Linked DNA regions of Mus musculus: region 1 is linked to region 2. The links are chromatin contacts, called in public HiChIP or PLAC-seq maps. All regions are on one chromosome and are shown on one strand. Each heading gives the region's core, a stretch centred on a gene start, on an enhancer-like site or on the middle of the called end of the contact. The rest is flanking DNA. Distances are from core to core; before and after follow the strand shown. Region 1 overlaps Ago4 (argonaute RISC catalytic subunit 4). Region 2 overlaps Ago3 (argonaute RISC catalytic subunit 3).

Region 1 (2,991 bases), core at 42-2,541, 85 kb before region 2:
GGAAAAGCAAGTCCTGTGACTGAAGCACAACACAGGCGTGAAGCGACAGCAGACGTCCGTTCCCTGAGATCTTCCTTTTTTTCTGCAAATACCTCCCTGGGATAATACAAATCCAGACATGTTGATGAATGGCTGACTGCCGCTTTTATTCACACCTGTTCAGGGAAAGCACAGAAAATGCTCTGTAGCACAGACATTCTGGACCCAAGAGGAGGGGGAACAAAGGAAGCCTTTTTAGGAAAAGGAAAACTTGCCTGGAGTCTGTGATGTGAAGAACTCTCGGTGGCTGGCAGCTGACAGAAGGCACCGTACCTGCACAGGAGCGCCTCGGGCTTGCTTGTTGACAATGCACAGAAGAGACTCTAGCCATCTTCCGACAGGATGGAACAGTGAGCGAGCTGTGTGCCCGGAAGCCCCATCCACGGTCCTGCAACTGAGTTGTAGGTTTGCCCATGAGCGATATGCCTGAAACACCACTGCCGGTCCTAGTATGCTGGGGTGAATCCGTGTGGAGCTGGAGGAAAAGCCAGGAGACCAACTTTTGTAGAAAAAACGGTATCAATAAGTGTGTGAAGCCGTTGTTCTGGGCAAGTGGAAAGAAATATGGAAGAGTTAGGATTACTTGGGGGAGGGGAACTTGCTGAGGGGTGAACAGTCCAGAGGTGATCACTTGAGAATCAGAACTGCAGTAATACCACCGTAAGCAAATCTGAATGCATAGTTTTAACTTAACTGGGGTTGACAATTCAAATAGGTACCTCCCCCCACCCCCCCAAACAAAAACCTGACTGAGTTGTTATGCATGTGTCAATCACTGGGAGGTGTGCATTCTCTAGTAGTGTTAGGCTGTTTGGTTCTTTTAAATGCAGCCTATTTAGGTACTGTCATGTAGTGTGGAAGATTTTGGTGCGGCAACTCTAAAGAATGACATTTTTGGGGCTAGGGAGCATAGGACATTAAGAACGGGAAAGACCCAAGTGTTGAACCAATTGTGTTTTTTTGTTGTTAGTTGTTGAATCCTGAGTTGATGCAGTCAGCATTCTGGGCAGGCGAACCACCTTTGTTCTTACTGTTAAGTTCTTTGTGCTGCTTCCAAAGATGATTTACAAGCAGGGATGTTCTAAATGGGTCTGTACCTTAGGGTCCGGGGTCCAGCCCATATCCTAGGTCAAAGCCTACCCACCTGGCTCAGCTACCTACTGCTTTAACCAGGCTCATCCTCTCTACTCCGCTGTGGTTGCCCTCCACGGATGTGCTCTGAGATTCTCTTGCTCAGTGGCAAGGTGGCTGCTCTGCTTTCATTTTTAAAAAAGCGGAAGTTAAGGTCATCATACTAATACTGCATCAACTCCAGGAATTAAAGGAAAGATCTTTATTGCTCAACCATTTTCTTATTGGTTCCTACTGACATATTCATCTCCTTTCTGTGTCTACTGGCTGAAATGTTTGTGTTTGTTCATCTGACTAACGGTATGGTTTCTGTATGGTTAGACTTGTAATGTTTTAAAATGTATTTTATTACTTTGGACTGGATGTTCCTCTCCAGCGATACGAGGTACTTTCTAAGCTATTAAGGAAGGGTTTGAATCCCTATGTGAGATAAGATAATGGTTGTTTAAATTTTGCAGAGGTTTTTGTTATTGTTACTGGTTTTGATTTTGGGTTTTTTTTTGACCTGTGGGGATATTTTGTGTTTATGTGTCCAAAAAGTGGGGAGGGGAATAAATTGACATTCTTGTGCTAAAAGTTGTTTTTCTCATCAGTGGTGTGGTAACTATGGAATACACTGTAATGGCATCAGACATGACTACTTTAAACAGTGTCATCTATTTGAGAAGTGTGCTTAATTTCTGGGTCTCCCTATATTTAGGAATTGCATTTGGGAATTTTTGAAGGACTCCAAGAACACTTCACATACAGAAACTTTGACAATATTCATCAAGGTTCTAGGTACTGCTCTTAATAGTTAGCTCTGATTAAGTCATATCTTAAGGAAACATTGAGGTAATCCCAAATTTTAGGAGACGGAAGCAGGAAGATTATTTTGATTCTGAATCTAGCCTAGGCCTTAGAGAGGGACCCTGTGTAATAGCTACTCTTCTCTCTGATAGGATAAAACAGAACAGGACCAGCAATGGCCTATGGGAGAACTGTTTTGTTGGTTTTCTTTGTGTATGGTTCTCCAAGGAGAGTTCACAATGGTGTAGAAAGCATGGCAGCAGGCAGCTTCAGTGAGAAGCTGAGAACCCACATCTTTAACCTCAAGCATGAAGCAGAAAGGGATGTGGAGATGAGGCAAGGCTTGCTTCCAGTGACGAGCTTCCTCCAACAAGGCTGCACCTTTCTAAAGCCTTCCTAAACAACGCCACCATCTTGGAGCCAGTCATCCAGATGCCTGAAGCTGTGGGAGACATTTCTCAGTCAAACTGCTAGACTGTGTCTCAAAGACAAGACACTGTGGACAGATACTTCTATTTACAACTTAATTATTTAGAGAATGTCCCCAAATTTACCCAAAACAGGGAGTCTCCAGTCTTTTGACCTCTTTGCTTTGGGGGCAAGGTCACCGTGTATAGGTCAGGCTGCTAGTGAACTCACACTTCTTCAGTCACCAGAGCACCAAGATTACTGCCATGAACTACCATGCCCACCCAGCTCATGATTTCCAAAAGTCTTCACGGGGCTGGAGAGATGGCTCAGTGGTTAAGAGCACCGACTGCTCTTCTAGAGGTCCTGAGTTCAATTCCCAGCAACCACATGGTGGCTCACAACCATCTGTAATGGGATCTGATGCCCTCTTCTGGTGTGTCTGAAGACAGCGACAGTGTACTTATATATAATGAGGCAGCACAGTTAACATGAGTGCCTGCTTGTTAGACACTTAGCAGGGACATCTTTAATCTTAGCAACAACCCTTTGGGGTTAATAGTGGAATCATCATTTTCAAGAAAAAGAACTACTGGGTTGGGGCAGAGTTAATTTGTGCATCAT
Region 2 (2,752 bases), core at 17-2,516:
ATAACATCTTAGTCATCTTTGAAGTACAATTCACTGCTGTCAAGTACTTTTACTATAACCATTAACACCATCCACTCCACTAACCGTCTTTATCCTGTTAAATTGAAGCTCTGTACCTACTAAACACCCCCATCAGCCCTTGCCCACTAACATTCTCCTTTCTGGGTCTGAAGTTGACACCTCTAGATACTTCAAGTAAATGGAATCATGAAGCATTTATCCTTTTTTGGCTTGCTTATTTCATTTAGCATTAAGTCTTCAAATTATATCCGTATTGTAAAATTTCTTTTTCAAGGCTGAGTAATAAATCTATTACATTTATATAACACATTTTGTTTATCAATTTTCTGTTGATAGACACCATTTAGGTCGCATTGTATAATGCAAGGCTGACCTTTGACCCTTTCTATAGTACAAGGCTGACATCTTAACTTAAAATCCTCCTGCCTTTGCTTTCCAAGGAGCTGGTATTACAAGTCTGTACAGCCAGGTCCAATTGCATTGTGGTTTGGATTCCCTCTGAATTAGTGATATTTATGTATCCATTGGTCATTTTTATGTTCATTAAGATGTGCATTCAAATATTTTGTCCAGTTTTTAAATTAGGTTTTTGTTTTTGCAGTTAATGGTTAATGTTCTGGATGCTAACCCCTTTTCACATATATACTTTACAAAATTTTTTTTGACATTTTGTAGACTCTTTCCCCTATCAGTTGTACACCTTGATGCAGAGTTTTTAGTTTTTATACAAGAAATAACCTTTAGGGATCTTATCCTTATATTTTCTTTAGCAATTGGTGATTTATGCTTGAAAGGATTATTTTCTCTATTAATTTTGTATTCAAATGTTTGTATTCATTTGATTCTGTTTATGCTAGAGTTTTTTTTTTTTCTTTATTGTTAGAGGTTTTTTGTCTTGGGTTTTTGGAATTTGTTGTTGTTGTTTGATCTGGAATTTGTTATGTAGACTAATCTAGCCTTGAATTTGCATTGATCTTCCTGCCTCTACTTGCTTGTTTTTGGGTGTTTTTTTTCCTCCCCTTTTCTTTTCTTTTCTTTTTGAGATCGGGTTTCTCTGTGTAGCCCTGGCTGACCTGGAACTCACAGAGATCGAGATGCCTGCCTCTGCCTCTCAAGTCCTGAGATTAAAGCTTGCGCAGCCACCTCCTGGCTGCCTATGTTTTCTGAGTACTGGGATTACCGCATGAATCACCACATCTGCCTTATCCTTCTTGATCTTGAATCTGTGAGTCAAGTGATTTTCCTGCCTCAGCTTCTCAAGTAGCTGACATGCTACCCTGAGTATTTAGAATTTTAGACTGTTCCCCAATCTCAAGACTCCACCCCCAAAATACACTAGCGTTGCCTTTCCTTTTATCTCTTCCAATCCATTCCCTAGAGGAGGAACTTAACCAGTTTCTTTGTTTCTGCTTCATGTTTCCTTCTTGTGTTTCTTTTTTGGAAAAGGAAGCAGATTCATGAATATTTTCTCATTTTTTCTTCTCATACAACAGCTTTTGTCCTTCATAGTCTTTCATATTTGGGTTCTCATTTAATAATATGGCTGAGAAATGATCAGATAACAGTTCCAAAAAGATCTTTATTCTTTTGTTATAGCTGCCAGAACGTTAGTATATTTAGTGTCCAGTGATTTACAATGATGAATGTAACTGCCATGAATAAACTATGTATTTAAGTTTTTTATAATTTTTATATTAAGTTACTTATTTACTTTACATCCCAGTCACAGCTTCCTCTCCCTCCTTTCCTCAGTTCCTTCCTCTCACCTCCCTACCCATTCCACCCCCCCTTTCTCAGAAAAGGGGAGGCTCCCATAGATATCAACCAGCCTTGGCAATTTGATTCTGTTAATTTGGCATTAAGATTTGTTTGTTTGTTTGTTTTTTGTTTTTTTTTTTTTTTAGACAGGGTTTCTCTGTGTAGCCCTGGCTGTCCTGGAACTCACTCTGTAGACCAGGCTGGCCTCGAACTCAGAAATCCGCTTGACTCTGCCTCCCGAGTGCTGGGATTAAAGGCGTGCGCCACCACTGCCCGGCTGGCATTAAGATTTTTTAAATCCTGTTTTGTTTCTATAAGTTGAATTTTAAATAATTTCTCTCTTTCAACGTTTTACACCTGGGTCTTGTGCTATTAACAGGTAGATTTAGATGTTACATTACCTGGGGAAGGTGGAAAAGATCGACCTTTCAAGGTGTCAGTCAAATTTGTGTCTCGAGTCAGCTGGCACCTACTACATGAAGCACTGGCTGGAGGGACTTTGCCTGAGCCACTGGAATTAGACAAGCCTGTCAGCACTAACCCCGTCCATGCCGTTGACGTGGTGCTCCGACATCTGCCCTCTATGAAGTAGGTGGTACTGGCTCTTTTTCTCTTTAGATTGAAGGGCTTCTTCCTAAGAAAGCAGTATAGGCCTTCTTGGTTATCCTTTGTATGCTCTATGTTTTTCATTATTTCATTTGTACAATAGTATCATGTAAAATATCCATCATTAGTTTAGCTAATGTAATGAATTGTTTTACAGAGAAATTTCTAACCTTTTTTCTTAGAACCTCTAAGTCTTGAATAACTGACATTTTCAGATATACTATGAGCTTAAGTCACCTGTTTTAAAAGTGATTTTATATTTTATGCAGTGTCAGATTATGTTGAAATTGCTACTCTTGTGCTGGTAATGGGGGGCAGGGGTGGAGCATTAGCCCAGCATATTTGAGGTCCTGCACTGGGACTCCTG

What was found. HiChIP or PLAC-seq counts read pairs in DNA pulled down with a chosen protein or histone mark.
Region 1: an H3K4me3 HiChIP or PLAC-seq map of bone marrow-derived macrophages shows a contact between it and region 2, with 2.8 times the contacts expected there. The contact joins two enhancer-like sites. A contact is called at or near these places in 6 of 39 promoter capture datasets (cranial neural crest, frontonasal cranial neural crest, maxillary cranial neural crest and 3 more), 1 of 15 datasets of contacts at CTCF or cohesin (the NIH/3T3 cell line), 1 of 484 Hi-C or Micro-C datasets (bone marrow-derived dendritic cells), 3 of 115 datasets of contacts at active chromatin or transcription factors (bone marrow-derived macrophages and embryonic stem cells) and 2 of 9 other capture datasets (adipose tissue and pancreatic islet).

The regions. Positions count from the first base shown.
Region 1 is chr4:126,488,296-126,491,286 of GRCm38.p6, reverse strand. Ago4 (argonaute RISC catalytic subunit 4) reads left to right here. Exons shown (of 18, transcript NM_153177.3): 18 at 1-1,746. Among named protein-coding and RNA genes, the nearest start is that of Ago1, 21 kb to the right of the region's middle. Within about 2 kb of position 1,291, at least 33 of the 459 cell types and tissues checked have an H3K27ac peak or open chromatin away from gene starts, as enhancers often do. A contact at or near this core is called in bone marrow-derived macrophages, where this site is marked.
Region 2 is chr4:126,403,820-126,406,571 of GRCm38.p6, reverse strand. It overlaps Ago3 (argonaute RISC catalytic subunit 3), which reads left to right. Exons shown (of 19, transcript NM_153402.2): 4 at 2,159-2,367. Among named protein-coding and RNA genes, the nearest start is that of Ago3, 24 kb to the left of the region's middle. Within about 2 kb of position 1,266, at least 3 of the 459 cell types and tissues checked have an H3K27ac peak or open chromatin away from gene starts, as enhancers often do. A contact at or near this core is called in bone marrow-derived macrophages, where this site is marked.